Regions from separate parts of the Mus musculus genome. Here region 2 is linked to region 1. A link is a contact called in public HiChIP or PLAC-seq data. All regions are on one chromosome and are shown on one strand. Each heading gives the region's core, a stretch centred on a gene start, on an enhancer-like site or on the middle of the called end of the contact. The rest is flanking DNA. Distances are from core to core; before and after follow the strand shown.

Region 1 (6,025 bases), core at 3,058-5,557:
AGGTCTCATCCAAGGCTGCCATGAGGACAACTGAGGCATCCTGGCTAATTAGATAAGGAAGGGACAAGAACGCCAGCCATCGGGGTTGGGTGGAGGCTTAGACAGCAGCCTCAGGAGCTATATGTGAGAATGGAGCGTTCACAAGCAGGAAATCCTCTTTCTTTTCCTGTCTCGGCCTGAGATTCTCATTTCTCAGAGGCCCCCAGATGTGTGACTTTTCAATCTGTGTATCAAGCACATTTCCATCATGGTCCTCTTTAAAGGAGCCAGTTTATGCCTTTTCACTTCAGTAACTCAACCTCATGAAATTTACATCATGGATACCCTGTCTATCTAGTCAGATTTGGTCTCTAACTCTGCCCTTCATAAGGTAAAACAGTGTATGTGTTCCCCCACCCCCCGCAGCATAAGCTTCTGTTTTCTGAAGTGATGCTGCCAAGCACTGAGAAATGTGGACATCGAAGCACTAAGTATCGCCTTCACTTCCTGCGGGGCCACGCATCTTAGCCACGGTCTCGACATTCTAACCCTGACATACACACCCCAGTCCCACCATGCTCCCTCTAAATACCTTTACAAACATTTTCTCTGACCTTCCGGCTTTGAACTGTTAGGCGTTATATATGGGGGGGGGGGCGTGGAAAGATAATTAAGTGGTGGTTTAAATTTCCTCTAGGGCAAAAATTACTTGTGCTGTTTGTACCTTTAGATGAGGGGGGGATAAAGGGAGTGAGGGGAAGAGAGTCAGAGAGAGAGAGAGAGAGAGAGAGCACGAGAGCGAGCGAGCACGAGAGCTGTGCCATGCATATACTGGCAGCACTGAGTGGATTCTGTAGGTTAAAGAAAAGTACCTACAGTTGAGAGGGTAAAGTGGAGTATGGGTGGGGCTGGAGGAAAAGGAATGTGTGCACTATTTGCATGCCTGGTGGCTGAGGAGGTCAGAAGAGGGCATCAGATCCTCTAAAACTGGAGTTACATACGATTGTGAACTACCATATGGATGCCAGCAATCAAAACTCAGTGCTCTGGAAGAGCAACAAGTGCTCTTAACCTCTGAGCCATCTCTCTAGCCCATCAAATTACACTGTGTACATATATTATGAAATTCTCAACAAATGCATATATTTAAAGACATCATAAAATCATCATCAACAACAAAACAAAGTTGGATGTGGTGTCATATGCCTGTAATGTGAACAGTTAACAGGTTGAGGGAGGGACTGTAACAAGTTTGGGGCTAACCTATGCTACATAGCAAGCACCAGGCCAGCCAAGCTATATATCGTGACCCTGAGTAAGAAAAAGAAGCACAACAGGAGGAGGTAGAAGGGAAAGAATTATCATTATTATTATTATTATTATTATCATAAGAAAGTTGTCAGTGAAGGAGCTAGAGAAAAGACCCAAGGAGTTGAAGGGGTTTGCTGCCCCATAGGAGGAACAACAATATGAACAAACCAGTGCCCCCAGAGCTCCCAGGGACTAAACCACCAACCAAAGAGTACACATGGTGGGACTCATGGCTCCAGCTGCCTATGTAGCAAAGGATGGCCTAGTCGGTCATCAATGGGAGGAGAGGTCCTTGGTCCTGTGAAGGCTCAATGCCCCAGCGTAGGGGAATGCCAGGGCCAAGCAGTGGGAGTGAGTGGGTTGGGGAGCAGGAGGAAGGGGGAGGGGGTAGGGAGCTTTTGGAGGAGAAACCAGGAGAGGGGATATCATTTAAAATGTAAATAATGAAAATATCTAATAAAAAAGTCAGAATCATGTGATTTTATATTTTACATGTTCTTAATACTTTCAAGTTAATTATACATAAGGCTGGAGAGAGAGAGACCAGCAGTTCAAAGCTCATACTGCCTTTGCAGAGGACCCAAGTTTGTCCCAGTACCCAAATGGAGCAGCTCACAACTGCGTGAAGCTGCAGTTCAAGGACAGTGTGACACCTCTCACCTCCAAGGGCACCTGTACTCATGTGTACAGAGGCATATCAAAGATAAAAATAATATAGCATAGTTATACATATATAAGTTACAAATGGATAAATAAGTGGGAACATTCACACCCATCACAAGTAAGGGGGCTGGGAATAGGGCTCAGAGGGGCAAGGCTTACTTAGCCTGCATAGGCCGAAGTTCCATTCCTGGCTTGGGGAAAGATAACTTATAGATCTGCTCCTCTGGAAATCGCATGAACCTTTCGGGGCACCCTTGCCTAGTTCACAGCAGAGTTGTCAACTTTTTAACGCCTTTGTCTTTATTCTCATACTCAGAAAATACAAACTTTATGAGAATAAGGAAATATTAAAATGTGAAATGTTCGCAGAGATGATGGTTTGAATGAAAATGACCTCCCCCCACAGGTTTGTATATTTTAATACTTGATCACCAGTTGGTAGAATTATCTGAGAAGGGTTAAAAGAAAAGAGTGGCCTCATTGGAGGAGCTGTGTCACTTGCTGGCACGCTTTGAGGTTTCAAATAAGTTATGCGAGCCCCATTGCTGTCTCTGAGCCTCCTGCCTGTGGAGGATCAAGCCCGTGAGCTCTCAGCCGTTCTGGTCAACATTCCTTTGCTCCATCATCACAGACTCTTAACCACAAGCTCTGAAACCATGAGGCCAAGTAAATGTTTTGTTTCATAAGCTATCATGTCCATGGTGTTTTGTTGCAGCAACAGAAAAGTAACTAAGACAACAGACATAAAATACCAAAGGGAAAAAAGGTCTTAACTAGCTTCATGAAATATGAGGTCTCCACGTAATCAAACCAAACTTAAGAGTACCTCTGAAAATTGGGTTTGGCATGTCCTCACAGCCAGCTGATGTACACACATAAAATGGACAGCCAATCATGGTCTAAATCGGAGTAGACATTGTACCCCTGCCCTGCCGGAAATCATCACGACAGAGTGGTAGTATGAGCTGTCTGGCTTCCCCAGGAAACACACCGAGCCACCCGCTCTGCTAAGAACGAGTTACCTGGATTGGTCAGCTTCTCCTCCAACTCGGCCTGCGTGGTCACACTCTCAGACTTCGGGGAATGGATGATCAGCACGACAGAACCTGCGCAGCTTAGCAGACAGCCCAACTTGCCCAAGATGTTGAGCTTTTCCTTCAGAAGGTAAGAAGCTAAAATGGACCTTCAATTAAGGAAAAGAAATCATTATAGTTTAAGTCAAACTTGTTTTTACTAGTTGAAGATACTTTATCTAGAAGATTCATACTTTTTTAATAGGTGTATTTTATTTTCATTGTTTTTTTTTTAATGTTTTTATTTGTATTTTAGCACTGGGAATCAAATCCAGGGCCCTGTGTATGCTTTAACACTGAGCACCATGTACATCCTGCCCAGCATTCACTTTTTACAAAGAGAAAAACGAACTTTCCCATTAGATATTTATTGAAGTTTTTTTTTTCAGCACAATTGGGTTTTTATACATTTTCATGTATAACCAATATGTAGATTGTAACATCGTAACTCATATCATGGAATAGTTTTAATTATCATATAGATATAAAATATATGAGAAGAGGAAATTTTATTATTGACCAAAAAATTTCTTCTTTACTTAAAAAAAAAAAACAAATAACACACATAGACACAAAATAAATAAATAAATAAATAAACAAATAAATAAATTCAGAAATGCTAACAGCAACTGAAGTATGGAAGAAGGAATACAGAATGGTTACTTCTCACTAACATTCAAAACTTAAAAGATCTGGCACTATTTCTTCAAATACAGGAAATGTGTAGGTATCAGTGTGTTCATCTCTTTTCCCTTTACAACATCAGCATCCAACCTGAATGGGGAAAAATGGGCTTCCACTAGGTCATTCCTATTGTGCTGTTATTAATACCGAAGATATTCAGAGGACATGACCATCCAAGAACAGGATGCAATGGTTCATGGTTATACTGGATTATTTACTTTGACCAATAGTCCCCAGACAGGATCCACATAGAAACTAAGGCTACAAGCTAATGAAGAAGCAGGAGAAATGTCCCTTATTCTTGCTGAAATGAACTGATAATAGACAGTTGACAGGGGAAAAAAGTACCCAAAATCATCTAGTGTGTATTATCATTTGTATTTTTTAGGGAAACAAAGTTAAACGAGACAGAACGTCACTGTGTAGTCCCGGCTGGCCTCTGCTTTAGTCTCCCATGAGCCACTACACTCAGGCAGTTCACATCATAAATGTCTTGTCAATGGCTGGGCATTAACATAGTTTCCAGCCTGCGATGTTACTGGGAAAGTGAGTCATCAGAAAAGGAAGGCAGAGGTCTAAAGCGAGGCTTCGAAGAGGGAACTGGAACCGTAATAAAATACGGTTCCATACGGGCAGAAGGGAGGGGGCTGCCTTGGGGAATCCAAGCAAACAGCAAGCAGAAAGCGGCCAGGAGAGGGCAGCAGTGGGTAGAGAAAGAACCAAGTGCATGAAAGGTCATAATGAAACCCATCACTCTGGGTCCCAACTAAAAAAATTAATTAAAAATACTTACAAACAAAACCAGAAAAATAAATAAATAAAATTAAGGCTATATGGTTAGAACTTAAACGTTGCCTTCCCAGGGGATGAGAGAGAGGTATGTGGCTGCAGGGCAAGACTGAAGAAGTGGATGAGCAGGGCTCCTCTCAGCCCTGGGAGGAGGTAGCCTTGAGCCACAGTAACTGAGGAACAAAAAAAACTTGTCTTTTGCAGAGAATCAGTTGATTTTTTCAGATGCCCTTAACAGGTGCCTGAGTAAGGTGATGATGCTCGACTCTAGACTCTCTCTCGGTCAGTGGCTCGCCTTTCCTAGTTATTCAATACTGGGAGGGGGTTATTAGTAAGTGTAAATTAAGATTACATCTACTTTGGAAGAAATATACTAAGTGAACTGAGAAATCCTTAACTTGTACTTTGTTAAACAAAGAGAATGGAAGATGACTAGACAGACCAGGGGTAAGAAGGCACAGGTTAGCGACCAGAGTTGGAAGGCTCACCCTGTCAACACACCACACCTGGGGCTATCATTTTCTGAATACCTGCACATAGTTCCCACCTCCTGTCTTATACTACTTTGTGTGAAGTCAACACAGTATACTATACTATACTGTACCTACAGTTTCGCCCTAAAGGAGGCCTAGTCATCCAGTTTGGAAAGTAAACTGCATTGCTGAGATAATATAATGAGAAAACCATGGCAAAAACATGCCTATATCTTAAATCAGGGCTCATATTTTTGACTACTTGATCCCTAGTTGGTGGAACTGTTTGGAAAGGGATTAGGGGTGTGACCTTGCTGGAGGAAGTGTGAGACTGGTGGAGGGCTTTGAGGTTTCAAAAGGCTGGAACCATTTCCAGTGCTGTCTCTGCCCCCTGCTTATGGATCAACCAACAAACTCTGCAGCTGTCCCTTTGCTCTGCCATTGTGGACTCTCACCCTCTGAAACTGTAAGCCAAAGTGAACACTTTTTGCTTTATAAGTTGCCTTGATCAAGGTGCTTTGCCACAGCAATAGAAAAGTAATAAAGGTAGGGGTCTATGTTGCTGCCCAAAGAATCATGAACACAAGGGGGAGGGTCACAGAACAAAAACCAGAGCTAGGTTCACCTGGGACAGCCATCAGACTGTGCCATGGTTGAAAGGGCCTGCCATAAACAAAAGCGGAAAGATAATGAGCCTGGGTCACAAGGCCAGATCACCTCCCACCCCACTGCAAAAGACCAGAATGCAATAGCCACACGTAAAAGTTGGTTATTAAAAAAAGAGTTGGTTATTGATGACTTATAAGTCTTATATACGGAAGTACAAGTTCCTTATCGTACACATAATTTGAGACTTTTTTTTTCCCTATTCTGAATGTTCTTTTCTTGATGGCAGTTTCTGGAACATAGTGTTTAAAATGTTTATTCATGTGTTGTGTATGTGTGTGTACGCGAAAATTCTATAGTCCGCATTATGTTAGAGGTCAGAGGACAACTTAGGGAAGTTTGTTTACTTAATGTGGACTCTAGGAGTGAACGGAGGTCATCCACCAG
Region 2 (5,402 bases), core at 834-3,333, 33 kb after region 1:
GTGGTAGCACATACCTGTAATCCCAGCTACTCAGGATGTTAAAGCAGGAAGATCGAGAGTTTGAGACCAGCCTGGGCTACACAGTAAGAGACTATTTTCTAAAGTACATACATATATACATACATATAATATACAGTACACTGTTATAAATAAAAGCATCCATGACTGGTTTGGGTAGTTAATTGACCCAGAACTTCAAAAACAATTCTAGGTTAGTCTTTGTTTTCTAATTGAACACAAAAACTGAGCTAAAATAACACACTCTTTCTTGCTAGTCAATTGGTTTATCTTATTAATGTATTTTTCCTAACTAAAGTCTGTACTCAAATTCCTTTTGTTTTCCTCTAATGTAAGAGGCAGAATACTTTGACGGGGAAAGTAAACATTGCTTTCAGAGAAACCAAGAAAGGCTTGTGGTTGGAGCCACAACCTCAAGGGCTCTAGGGGTAACGACCTGGTTGCCAGTGTATGAGAGGTAAATACACTTTTTTTTTTTTTTCCAGAGGTATGTGTCCTCTGATTCCTTCTGGCTCTGAGAATTCCTCAGATTTCATGGCCTTGATTGGAAGACCAGACAGGTATTTTGTATGATGTTCCTCAGCTGTTGTTTGTGTACTTTGTCATGTTGCTCTCACGGTTATCCTGGTGTTGTGAGATTTGCAAGAATACCACACAAGTAAAGTACCCATCTTACTCAATCCTATAACAGACACATATATTTTTTTTATTTTTTGTCACAACAAACACTTTTGCCCAATTTTAGTGCCTGTACACATTGACAGTCTCCAACGTAGTTGCCTAATGTATACCAGATGTGTTTGTACATTACAGACACATCTGCAGGCTTGGGAGATCCTATTGGTTTTTTATTAGGATTGCAATGCTTTCATTTTGAAATAAATTTATTTAAATAAGCATTACTGGTTTTGTACTTTCGCTCAATATTTTCAGTTCTTTGTCTCTTTTCTGAAGCTTCCTGGCTACCCAGACAGCTTAGTCAAAATTTCAAACGTGTTCTGGAATTGGAACTAGTAAGTGTATTTACCTCTCATACACTGGCAACCAGCTCGTTACCCCTAGAGCCCTTGAGGTTGTGGCTCCAACCACAAGCCTTTCTTGGTTTCTCTGAAAGCAATGTTTACTTTCCCCGTCAAAGTATTCTGCCTCTTACATGCAGTGCCTGTCACAGGCCTCTCAACACAATGACATGGCATGGACAAAGAAGGTCTCTGTGCCTTATCCCACTTCCCTATCACTATGGAGTGATATCTGATGATGGGTTGACCCAGGGCATCCTCAGTAGGGGGGCCCGTTTGCATGCCTGTTTGATGTTTTCTTCATGCTTTAGACACTTCAGACAACCACAGGTAAGTTATCTAAGGATCCCAGGGCAAAAGCCGCCGGGAAGATCAGACCTTGCAATCAAGGTGACAGTGGGCACCTCAATGAAGACAGTACATCCTCTGGACCCACCACACACCCTTACTTCTTCACACCACCAAGTGTTCTCCCAAGAGCACCCCGGCCCAGTCTAAGTGAAAGGCAGGCCTGGCTCCACCCACCTCTGGATCCTATGAATAGGAAGCTCTGCCTGACAGTAGGTGAGTGAGGGCCTCTGGGCATAGGGCTCCAAGCTGAGCATCTGTCCCGATGCTCTGCTGCGGGGTAGGGGTTGGAGGACTGGACAGGTATAGGAACGGGGCAAGATGTCCGGTGAAGGGCTCCTGAAAGAGTGAATAAGGCCTCCCCGGTCGCAGAGAAGAGACAGAAGGAGACCGCGTAGAATGCGGAGGTGATGCCTGCGGGGTAGCCAGGGGAGCCGGCCCGTGCTCTGTGCACAGACACCGGCAGACGCGTGGTGCGGACCCCGGCCCGACCTCGGCCCGCCCTACCTCGCCTTTTAGCGCGCACAATGCCCTTCTTCTGCAGCACGAACGTGGACCCGTTCACTAGGCTGGACACCACAGCCACGCCCAGGCCGAGCGACACGGCGGCGGGGCTCGGGCCGCGCGCCCCCTCCCCGGCCGCCGCAGCCGCCGCCGCAGTCCCCATGCCGCCCGCGCCGCCCTCCGCTGCGCGTGCGCGCGCCGCGCCCCACGGGCTTGGAGAAGGAGCGGCGCGGGGCGGGGCAGAGAGGGAGCCGGAGTTCGGGGTCGGACTGCGAAGTAAGACAGGGGTGGGAGCGAGCTTAGGGGGTGGATGGGAAGCATGCAGTGGGATCAGAGGAGGAGCCGAAAGGCTTCTGCGGTCTGTGTGGATAGTATAATAATTCCGTAGAGCGTGCTGGTGCAGCGCCTGGGGCAGAAAGCTCTGCAGTACCAAGAGCCCTAGGGCGTCTGGTGGGGATGGTCAAGCTGTCCCCAGAGGAGCTCAGGTCTTCTAGGAACTCTGTTCTGTACTACCAAAGAGATGCTTTCTTCTTTGCTGCTTTGCTCCCTGGGAGGTCCGCTACCTTCACTCTGGATCATTGACCTTGTGATCATACTGTAGTGTTTCATTTTAATTCTTAATAAAGTATATCAAGATTATAAGGGAAAGTTATTTTGACTCACTTCGCCAACTCTCACTTAAGTATTCTGGGCCATTCCCACGCTTTCAAAGGCAATGCACATTTTTTTCTCTTTTATTGAGTGTTATGTAGCAATCTATTTCCATGTTATCACACAATTATTGTTTTAATAGCTGTGTGATGTCTATGAAAATATATTGTATCAAACCATTCATCAGATTGTTGGTTGTTAGGTTGCTCCAAGTGTTTGTTTCTCTATTCTATAATCATGCTATATTGAAAACTTAATTTAAAAAAAAGTTGGTTTAGGAAGTATACATGTCTTTTTGAAACTCTATAACGCAGTATTATTGCCGAAGCAATATAAAATTGGACTATTTATGCACTGAAACTACTGAATGGTTAGCCGCGCAGTGTGTTGAAGGCCTTTAATCCCAGGAGGCAAAGGCAGACAGATCTCTGTGAATTCAAGACCAGGCTGCTCTTCAGATCGAGTCCCAGGACAGCTAAGGCTACACAGAAACCCTGTCTTCAAAAACCATCCCCACCAACACTCTACTAAGCCAGTCTACCGTTGTTTCCTTCCGGGTGATAATTTACTCATAAAAGTCACCAATTCTGTCAGTGAGGCAAATGAAACCACTGAACTAGGGTAGTAAGATGGTTTTTTGGGGACAAACTGCCAGGCTGATTCAGACTGGAGAATAGCATCCTGCCAAATGAGCCTTGTCAGATTTATGGGGAGGAGACCTGCCGGCCAGACAGTCTGAGAGTTGGTGTAGGGACTTGGATCTCTTACAGACTGAGCTGATCAGAAACCAGGTGACCTTTCCCTGAGGTCAGGGAAGAGCGAGGGAATTTCTGTCCCCCAGAAATTGAGGAACGCTGAATTTAGGTTCCTGTGTACTCAATAATAACCTTTCTGTTCACTGGGTAAGAACCTGGCCTGGTGTGAGCGGTTGTCTTCGGATATTGTCAGCCTGCTTTGTGACCTAACTATTTTAACCATTTTTATATGTGCACTCCAGTGGCAATAGTTATGTTCCCAGTGCACAGCTGCATTTGCCACTATTCTCTTTGGAAACTTTTCCATCACTTTCATTTCTACATCACCGCAAGCCAAGATAGACGGCAATTAGCTCTTAGTGTCTGTGAATTTGCCTATTCTGGCTGTTTCACATTATGGTGAATGTCCCTGGTGACTAGCCTATTGCTTGGAGTATATACTCAGGGTTGAAACACATTGTACCACATTTAATTTTAACAACTTCATTCCTTTTTTACGCATGAGTAGTATTCAGTCATATTCATATGTAGCATTTTGTTAATTTATCTGCATCTCTTTTTAAAAATATTTTTACCTGTATGTTTGCCTGCATGTATGTGTGTGTGTACTAGTTGTGTTCCTGATACCTGTAGAAGTCAGAAGAGGGCCCTGGTTTCCCCGGATCTAGAGTTACAGATAGTTGTGAACTGCCACATGACTGCTGAAAACTAAACCCAGGTCTTCTGCAGGAGCGGCGAGTACTCTTTATGGCAGAGCCATCTTTCAGCTCCTTCTTGTATCTTTTAACCATTGTGAATTAAGCTGCAATGAAGACAGGTATAAAAGTTTATATGAAGTGTCTGCTTTTTAAAAAAATGTTTATTTTTACTAGTAACTGTGTGTGTGTGTGTGTGTGTGTGTGTGTGTGTGTGTGTGTGTGTAGGCATATGTATATGTGTGTATCCTTGAGAGCAGGTACCTGCAGAGGCTGTTGGATCCCCTGGAGCTGGAGTTACAGGCTATTGTGTGCTACCGTAGATCTGGGAACCGAACTCAGGTCTTCACAAGACCAAAGCATATTCTTAATTAAAAAAGGGATCTCTCCAGCCTATTATTATTTTTTAATATCACAAAGCTTATTTTTTTGACCACTTAAGTGCATATGATTCATACAGATACACATGCATATATGTAGTTAAAAGTGAAAAATTTTTTTTTAGAAAACGGACGCTTCATATAAACTTTCACACTAGCATTCATTCATTTGCAATGGTCAAAATACCATTATTTAAGCTTCTTATTTTCTAAATTACTTTTAAGCCAAGGAGAGTAGTATAATTCCAGGACTCAGGAGACAATGAGAAGACAATTTCAAGTTCTAGGCCAATGAGGCTGTCTCAAAAAGGATCTGGGGATGTAGCTTAGTATCAGAGTACTTGACTAAGCTCTAGATTATTGTTAGCACAGAAACAAAACAAAACAAAACAAAACACCAGTTCTTGAAATAAGCAGTAACTCCCATGTGTAATTTCAGCAAATGAAGGTAGCAGAGCAGCAGGAAGTGAAAGGTGGCCATTTGAATGAGATTGGCTCCTATAGGCTCATATGCTGGTCCCAGTTGGTAGAAATGTTTAGTACTTGGAGGTGTGGCCTTGTTGGAGGAGGTGTGTCACTGGTAGTGGGCTCTGAGGTTTCAAAAGGCTCTTGCAATTCCCAGTTAGCTCTCTCTGCCTCCTACGTGTGGATCAAGATGTACTATCTCAGCTGTTCCTGCCACCCTGTGTTTGTGTGAAAATCATGGACTCTAACCCTTGGAAGCTGTAAGCCCAACTAAACACTTAAGTGGTCTCGATCATCATTGCTTTTTGTCACAGCAATAGAAAAATAACTAACACATATTTGTAAAAAAACAATTTTCTTGAACCTTTGAGGTTATTTATTGCTCTAGTACCTTGCCCTACTTATTATTAAAATGTGTACCTGACAACCAGTCAACATCCTGTGCAATTCCTGTTAATTGGTGTAATTGCAATAACCCATTTCCTATAATCTCCTTGGTGTTTTCTTATTGCATAGTGTTTGTTTTTCATCTACAAACTAGACCTTTGAGGCCATTTGGAAACTTTT

Evidence for each region. HiChIP or PLAC-seq counts read pairs in DNA pulled down with a chosen protein or histone mark.
Region 2: a contact with region 1 is called in an H3K4me3 HiChIP or PLAC-seq map of bone marrow-derived macrophages, with 2.2 times the contacts expected there. The contact joins the promoter of Nipa1 here to the enhancer-like site in region 1. A contact is called at or near these places in 3 of 39 promoter capture datasets (3T3-L1-derived adipocytes, the HPC-7 cell line and fetal liver), 1 of 15 datasets of contacts at CTCF or cohesin (the G1E-ER4 cell line), 12 of 484 Hi-C or Micro-C datasets (the C2C12 cell line, DN3 thymocytes, Sertoli cells and 8 more), 6 of 115 datasets of contacts at active chromatin or transcription factors (bone marrow-derived macrophages, embryonic stem cells and fetal liver) and 1 of 9 other capture datasets (pancreatic islet).

The regions. Positions count from the first base shown.
Region 1 is chr7:55,982,429-55,988,453 of GRCm38.p6, forward strand. Nipa1 (non imprinted in Prader-Willi/Angelman syndrome 1 homolog (human)) reads right to left here. Exons shown (of 5, transcript NM_153578.3): 4 at 2,976-3,136. Among named protein-coding and RNA genes, the nearest start is that of A230056P14Rik, 23 kb to the left of the region's middle. Within about 2 kb of position 4,308, at least 51 of the 459 cell types and tissues checked have an H3K27ac peak or open chromatin away from gene starts, as enhancers often do. A contact at or near this core is called in the G1E-ER4 cell line, the HPC-7 cell line and bone marrow-derived macrophages, where this site is marked.
Region 2 is chr7:56,017,517-56,022,918 of GRCm38.p6, forward strand. It overlaps Nipa1 (non imprinted in Prader-Willi/Angelman syndrome 1 homolog (human)), which reads right to left and starts at 2,084. Exons shown (of 5, transcript NM_153578.3): 1 at 1,893-2,084. The coding sequence starts at 2,052.